Regions from separate parts of the Ovis aries genome. Here region 2 is linked to region 1. The links are chromatin contacts, called in public Hi-C maps. All regions are on one chromosome and are shown on one strand. Each heading gives the region's core, a stretch centred on a gene start, on an enhancer-like site or on the middle of the called end of the contact. The rest is flanking DNA. Distances are from core to core; before and after follow the strand shown.

Region 1 (3,925 bases), core at 1,022-3,521:
CATTATTTTGCCGACAAAGGTCTGTCTAGTCAAAGCTATGGTTTTTCCAGTGGTCATGTATGGATGTGAGAGCTGGACCATAAGGAAAGCTGAGCATAGAAGAATTGATGCTTTTGAACTGTGGTGTTGGAGAAGACTCTTGAGAGTCCCTCGGACTACAGGGAAATCCAACCAGTCAATCCTAAAGGAAATCAGTCCTGAATGTTCATTGGAAGAACTGATGGGGAAGCTGAAGTGCCAATAGTTTGGCCACCTGATGTGAAGAACTGCCTCATTGGAAAAGACCCTGATGCTGGGAAAGAATGAAGGCAGGAGAAGAAGGGGACAACAGAGGATGAGATGGATGGATGGCATCACTGACTCAATGGACATGAGTTTGAGCAAGCTCCAGGAGTTGGTGATGGACAGGGAAGCCTGGTGTGATGAAGTCCATGGGGTCAAAAAGAGTCAGACATGACTGAGTAACTGAAGTGAACTGAACTGATCCTTCCCTGAGAGTATGAACACAATAGATCCTTGTATAACAGAATATAATTTCTCAGTTGTACCGAGGACTTAATTTCCTGCTCTCTTCCTATTCCAGTGTTTGCTTCTAGATGTTCTCCATTAATTAGGGCCATATTCACAGCAGTTGCGTATATGTGGCAGCTAAGGAACGTTTTGCAATTTTATTACATCATTCCCATTGCTATTAAATTTGGCCATCAGTGGGATCTGTAATGTTTCAGTACGTAAACCTCCATTCACACTCTTGGCCTGGGCTCCGCAAATGTGAGAAACAGACCTGGACAGTGGTACCCTGGTAATCGAGCAGAAGTCAACAAAAAGGTCCACATGAATTGGGCCACAGTTCATGAAAACATTCCCATGAGAGATCATTTGTGATGACAACCACAGCTGCAGGTCTATAAACTCGCCTAAAGGCCTTGGGTCCTACACTCTCAGCTCTCCTAATCAGCTGTTTGCCCTGTTCTGAGTGGATCTCTGGGTATTTAGCATAAGTGCTGTGAGGAGCATCCCTCACACCCTGGCTTGTAAAGGAAAGACAACTTCTTGTTCTACGTCAGCCCTCGCCTCCAGGTCAGGGAATCCAGGCTGTCTGAAATCTGATCCTGGGGGCGCTCTGGAGACTTGCTTCCAGTCTTCCCACTCGTCCTCAGCCCCAGCACTGCTGCTTCTTCTGCCTAACATCCGTGTGAAGGTGTGTCTCTGCTGCTGGCTGGTCTGAGCCCCACCAGAGCCTTACTGCGAGGCCAGCCTGGAGACCCAACTCTCCCAGGAACAGAAATCCCTCCTCCCCTGATGCTCCATGCATCTCCTCAGAGAGTGCCAGTCCCTGTATGGCTGGCTGGCTTCTCCCAGCTCCCAGACATCCTCTGAGGACCTCTTATGGCATGCTCCATATGGCCCTCCACCCTTGCCAACCTAATCCCCAGGCATCTCCATTGCACCCGCTCAGCCATGAGAGAGCAGGTCTCTCTCTCCCTGAACCATGTGGCAGTATTGCGTGGTTCCTTTAAAAATAAATATTTAGTCTGTCTCCAATATGACCCTTTCAAAGTAATCATTTTTCTCAGTTAAAAAAAAAAAAAACAAAAACAGAAAAGACCATGCTCTGATCCAGTTCTACTGCTTAATTTGTCACACATCCAATAATCCACCTGACAGCTTCTCAGCTGCCAAAGATTTCCATTTCAAACTGTTTCTCAGAGCTGGGCACGTTCAGGAGGGGAGGTCAGAACCACACCCACCAGACACCACACATCTCAGGAGACATTCTGGAGCCTTCCCAATGGAACAGAGGCTGCCTGCACATGTCCACACTGTCAGAGATGGAAGACAGGCAGCATGAGCCCCTAATTTTACAGGTGGAGAAACGGGCATGGAGGAGAAATGAGCCAGGTCACTGTGGAGTCAACAATAGCAGGAGCTCTGACCCAGGGCTGTTTTCATCACAGAAGTATGTGGACACTGTTCCCAGGAAACAAGCCCACACTTCTTCGGTAAATAGGAAGGGACTTCCAGGGCTCTTTCATCACTCCAAAAGGGGAATTGTGGCCAGGGAGTATGGGCAGAAGACCTTGGACAATCGCCAATGGAGCTGCCCAGCTCTGAACTCGTTTGGGCCTGGAGCAGAGGAAGGAAGGGAGAGAGCAGAAGGGGAAGGGACAAGATGTTCAGGAAAGTAAAGGAAGGGGGTGTTAAGTAGGCGAAATGCACATCTGATACAATGATACAGAGAGAGCATTTGACACAGCTCCTTGAGGAGAAAGATCTACAGCCCCAATGCAGGCTGTGGAGCATCTCAGGGCAGTTGCCTCAACCTTGGCAACACACTGGAATTAACTAACACACTTTTAAAAATGCAGATAACTAGACCCACCTAGAGACTGAATTGTTTTTTTTTCAGTGCTTCTGAGCAGCAGGATTTGTAAATGCTCCCCTGATGATTCTAATATGTACCCAATGTTGAGATCCAGTTCTTAGAAGAAAAGGCTTCAGTCCATCTCATATTGGGTTCCCTGCTTCAAGAAGAAGCAAATAATATTCAGATAAAAAATACTCAAATCTTTTTTCTATCATGTCCTTAGCCTGCACACCAGGAATTATAATTGTTCTAGCGTAAACTGTCAGGTTTTCTGCTGAGATCCTTCTCCTGGCATCCTGGCCTCTGCTCTGATTGTCAAATCTCCATATCTCAGATTCTCCGAAGTCCTTTCCAGTTCCCAAAGTCCTTTGGTATGTGACTCTATAAAAAAATGTTTAGAATCACCACTGCTGTGGATGTGATCTTTTAAAAAAACTCCATCTTTCTTTTCTAGGCATGACAGAGCAACTGGTACCAGGCTTGACCTCCCACTATTAAAAAAAACTGTAAAATTGGACAAAATATATGAAACTGCTGTTTCCAAATACCAGACAATGGGCAGTGCAGGACAATGGTCAAGGAGGGCTAGGAAACACAGTGAGCCTTATGATTGCCCTGGCTTTCTGCCAGGAGCCGCTTTTCCAGATGGTGGTACAGAATAGCTTTACAGTTTTGCCAAGTCAAGCAAACAGAGATCAGAGTTCAGAGAGGCAGAAATGACTGGAATTTATGGGGCTGAGAGAGGAAAGAACTATGTGAAGAAGGAGCTCCTGGATTTACAGGGTGGCTCCTTGAGTCTATTGCTGAAAACCAAGCTATGAATACTTCGGGTAAAACACCAAGAGGCTATGCAAAGAAGTATTGGGAATCTGTGGTGAACAGTCCCAGAGCTTACACAGAGATACAAGACAGTATAGATCCAGCTGGGAAATTGATTTCACTGGACACCCAGGGCACTCTAGAGGCCCTAGAAGGGTTATATCTTAGTAGCAGAGCTAAAATAGACCTAAAGTAAAGACTACTCTAGACCTGCCTCAACAAATTTAAAAGCATACCTTCAAAAAATTGAGTTGATCCTAAATTCCCCACGTGCATACTGAAACAAAATGCAATATTCTTTAAAGAGAAAAACAAACAAAAATGTCTACTCAGAAAGGCAACTATGACAATGGCTACATGCTGCGTTGTGCTAAGTTGCTTCAGTAATGTCCATGCGACGCTATGGATTTTAGCCCACCAGGCTGCCCTGTCCATGGGATTCTCCAGGCAAGAATACTGGAGTGGGTTGCCATGCCCTCCTCTAGGGAATCTTCCCGACCCAGGACTCAAACCTGCATCTCCCATGTAACTCTTGCATTGACAGGCAGGTTCTTTACCACTAGCGCCACCTGGGAAGCCCTATAACAGTACTGGAGTGGGCAGCCACTCCTTTCTCCAGGGGAATCTTCCCAACCCAGGGATCGAACCCAAGTCTCCCACATTACAGATGGTTTCTTTACCAGCTCAGCCACCAGGGAAGCCCATAACAATACCTAGCATCCCCTAAAAATGTACTAG
Region 2 (3,925 bases), core at 762-3,261, 72 kb after region 1:
GGCAGGAGGAGAAGGGGACGACAAAGGAAAAGATGGTGGGATGGCATCACCAACTTGATGGACTTGAGTTTGAGCAAGCTCCAGGAGTTGGTGATAAACAGGGAAGACAGGCATGCTGCAGCCCATGAGGTCGCAAAGAGTCGGACATGACTGAGCAATTGAATTGAACTGGACTGAACAATGTACAAACCTTAATTAAAGAATACTCTATTGCTCATCATCTGAGCCTTCAGCAAGTCATAATCTTTTTGCAAGAGCAATACCAAAAATCACACATCACCATAACAAACATAATAAAAGTTGAACTATTGCTGGAATTACCCACAGACACACAGTGTGAGCAATGCTGCTGGAAAAAAATGGTACCGCAAACCTTCAATTTGTGAAAAATGCAGAATCTATGAAGTGCAATAAAACATAGCACACTAAAACAAGGTACTCTTGTGTTTGAGATACAATATTTGGCTTCCAAGTAAATCACACAAACACACACACATTTTGGGGGAGAGTTTTATTAAAAATTAACAATGTCCCTGGCTAGTAAATAGCTCTTTGAACTTATCAAGTTTTCTTGTCCCAATCCCCTCCAGCGGATCTGGCAATTGCAACCTCCACAGTGAAGGGCGGCAGAGAAGACCTGGCTGGGGGTGAAAGTCAGCCCTGATTCTCAGGGTGGACAGGGGCCTGGGCTTTACACATAGAGGTGTTGAGAGACCCAGTGTGGTCAGGGCCCAGGAATGGCACACAGAGTTGGGGAAGTGCCTGCAGGTGGGGAGGGTCTTGCACAGCAGGCTTTCTGGAGAAGGGGTTTCCACCGCTGCAGATGAACCAGCCTAGTGCCAAAGGCTGGGGAGGAAGGGTCAGAGGACAGAATTCCATCCAGAGAAGGAAGAGCAGGAGCACAACAGTGGACCTAAGAGAGGGCCCCTGGCTGACAGGGGTGTGGAGGGAAGCGAAGAAACCAAAAAAGAGAAAGAGCAGATGGAGAGAGGAGAGCTCCCAGAGTCTGCCCTGTCCACCGCAGTAACCTGGATTCTGGTGGCCGTGGAAAAGTTTTGGGAATGAGAAGCAGAGCAGCCCACAGGTTACCTGGCTTCATCACTTACTCTCTGTGTGACTCTTGGCAAGCTAATTAATCTCTCCGAGCCTTGGTTTCCTCATTTATAAGACAGGGATGATAAAAAAAAAGAAAATCCCTGGCAAGATGACTGGAAGGTTGGCGGGATGACCAGGCGGTAAGCGGGTGCTGGCACCCGTAAAGGGGTGCCCCTTACTGCCTTCTTTGGGAAGAGCTGGACAGATCGCCTGGCGGCGGGTGATTCAGCTGGTAAAGTGGGTCAAATTAGCCGGAAGATTTTTCATCCCAGATTCACACTTCCTGTGGAGACAGATCCGGAAAGGGCTGGTGAAGGTGTTTGTAAACAATAAAAGTGCAATTCAAAGGTTGCCGCCAGCGACAACCAGCGAGGCTCCCGGCTGGAAGCAAGAGTCATCTCTTCGCTTGGGGCACGGTCTGGATCGGGCAGATATGGATATATTTCCAGTCTTCTCTCACTGTACAACGCACACACACCAAGCCCCTCTCATCCCCAACCACGTCCAGCAGCAACACCCAGGGTCTCTCTCGAGGGCATGCCACGTACATTCTCGGTGTCGTCCAGCCGATGGAGCTGGAGGAGTGAGAGGAAGGCCGGGTACGGGGCTGAGGGCGGTAAGGGGCCTAGATGGATTCCAGCAGCTCCTAAGGAGAGCGGAGGTCGCTGGCCGGGGAGGGGCGCAGAGAGTCCAGGAGGCCGGGGCGGCCAGGTCCACAGCGCCGCCTTCCCGGAGGAAGGCGGGGGCGGGGAGGAGGGAGCTGGAGGAGGCGGAGAGAGGAGGAGGGCGGCGCGCTACGAGGTTATTTGTGGTTCGCTTTGATCCCGAGGGGGAACCTGAAACTCTCACATTCCTGGCATAGCAGCCGCCTCCGGCGCGGGCCGACCCTGGGGCTGCGCGCTGGGGCTAAGCCGCCAGAACGTCGGCGCCTCTGCCGAGAGCACACCTCCGCCGCCAAGCTGAGCTGAGCCGGGCCGGGCCGAGCCGTCGGATTTGACCGCTCGGAGCACTCGCTGGCCGCAGCGGTAAGAAAGGCCTCTTGGCGCTTTGGGGAGTGTACGGGGCTGCAGAGACGCGCTCCAGCCCAGCCTTTTCCGGGAGAGGGAGCAGAAGCCGAGCGGACCCTGAGTCCTCCAGGAGCGGTGCGCCTTTGCCCGCAACCGGCGCGGCGAGGGCAGCTCCGTCCTGGGGCGCCTTGCAGGTCCCCTGGGAGCTCTCGCAGGCGGCGGGGGTCCGCTGGGGCTGAAGGAGGGGACAGCCCGTGGGCAGATAGGAGTGGGTGTCTGGGAGCACGGATCTGGGAAGGAGGCGCCGCTTGGAGCTCAAGTTGCAGGGCCCGGGGGCTAATTTGGTTCGGGGGTGGGGGTTACAGGTGTCTTTCCTCCCTAACTAGCCCAAGAATTCCTCTTTGTCTTCCTTGGAAAATCCTCTCCGGAGCCACGGTCTGGCTCTCACTTAGAAAGAATGCAGCCTGCCGTCCAGCCCGGTGACGTCAGCGCTGGGGCATTTGGAAAACAAAGAGGGCTCGGGAGGGAGGGGGGAGGCGGATCCACGACGCTTAAAGACCTCTCCGGACCGCGGCTACCGTCGTCCGCTCCAGGCGCTGCGGCAGCCGCAGGGTGCTCGTGGTCAGCCAGGAGTCCGGGTAGGGCGGGATCCCTGGCTGGGGTGCGATCTGACTTAAAGACCCTCGCTTTGGTTCCTTGGGCCGCAGTGAGCCAAGGTAAAGGCCGGAGTTGTGTGGTTGCTTCGAAGCGGGTGTTTCAGAGAGCCCAGCGCGCTAGCGCAGCAGGGGTGCACGATCCGGGTCGCGGGCGCGGATTTTAGTAACAGCTTAGCTGTGTCCATCTGAGAGATCTGACTGAGACAAACAAGGAATGAAAGGCGCGGGAAGTGCTCCCTGCTCCCAGGCACACTGTTGGGGGAGGAGGAGGGCTGGAATCTGTCCGGAAAACTGCATTCCCCGGTCCTCGGCTGGAGTCAGCCCAGACAGTGTTTAACTTAGGAAATGCCCCGTGGATGAAACGCTAGGGCGAATTGATTCCTGTTTGTTTTGCCTCGGGTAACTCTAGAGTCTTGCATCTTCTGTGTGTGTGCGCGCGCGCCCCGTATATGTGTGTGCCCCCTGTGTGTATGTGTGCGCCCCCTGTGTGTATGTGTGTGTGTGGCGGGGGCGGGGGGATAGGGGGGATGATGTGGTCCGGGAAGTCTGAACACCGAGATGTCCTCTAGACCTATCTCTCCCCAGTTCTGGGCAGCTGGGAGGAGGGAGTGGGTTGGGAATGGCTGCTCTGCCAGCCAGCCAAGCCCTAACTGGAGCCGGGCATTGGGGCTAGCTCTGTGGCAAAGGAGGGGCCACATTCCTCCCACTGTCCTCCTATATACACAGGACCTGTGGAGGTGTGGGTTTTGTTTGGTCTTCCCTGAATCCCAGTTTGGAGGTTTGTGTTGGAGAAGGCTGGGGAAAGGAATCCAGGTGAGGCGGGCAGCCTTCCAGGCCATGGGCCACTGGGAGCACAGACTCAGAAGGGAACACCTTCCTCAGGAGACAATCTCCCTGCAGAGTCACCAGCCCCGGGTGCCCGCAGCTCCCGCACTCCTTCAGTCAACTCAAGCAGTCTTACCCATGTAGAGATGCTGAGTGCCCATCCCCTCGTACCTAGAGGACCAGCAGGCGCTTCCAAGGAGCAAGTGTGTGTGTGGCTGGGGTGGTGATCATAAAATCAGAGACACCGTGCCAGCCTTTCTTTTTCCTGGAGCACGTGTGCGCTCACTGTCAGTGCACAGACTGTGTGCCTGGCCCACAAACCTTGATGAGCGGCACCTTTTT

What was found. A called contact is a pair of places that touch in the nucleus more often than the background predicts.
Region 2: a Hi-C map of liver shows a contact between it and region 1, with 5 times the contacts expected there. The contact joins the promoter of AMOTL2 here to the enhancer-like site in region 1. A contact is called at or near these places in 5 of 16 Hi-C or Micro-C datasets (liver, mixed tissues, omental adipose tissue and 1 more).

The regions. Positions count from the first base shown.
Region 1 is chr1:255,531,235-255,535,159 of ARS-UI_Ramb_v3.0, forward strand. No RefSeq gene overlaps it. Among named protein-coding and RNA genes, the nearest start is that of CEP63, 36 kb to the left of the region's middle. Within about 2 kb of position 2,272, at least 27 of the 54 cell types and tissues checked have an H3K27ac peak or open chromatin away from gene starts, as enhancers often do. A contact at or near this core is called in liver and tail adipose tissue, where this site is marked.
Region 2 is chr1:255,603,100-255,607,024 of ARS-UI_Ramb_v3.0, forward strand. It overlaps AMOTL2 (angiomotin like 2), which reads left to right and starts at 2,012. Exons shown (of 10, transcript XM_042236885.2): 1 at 2,012-2,120.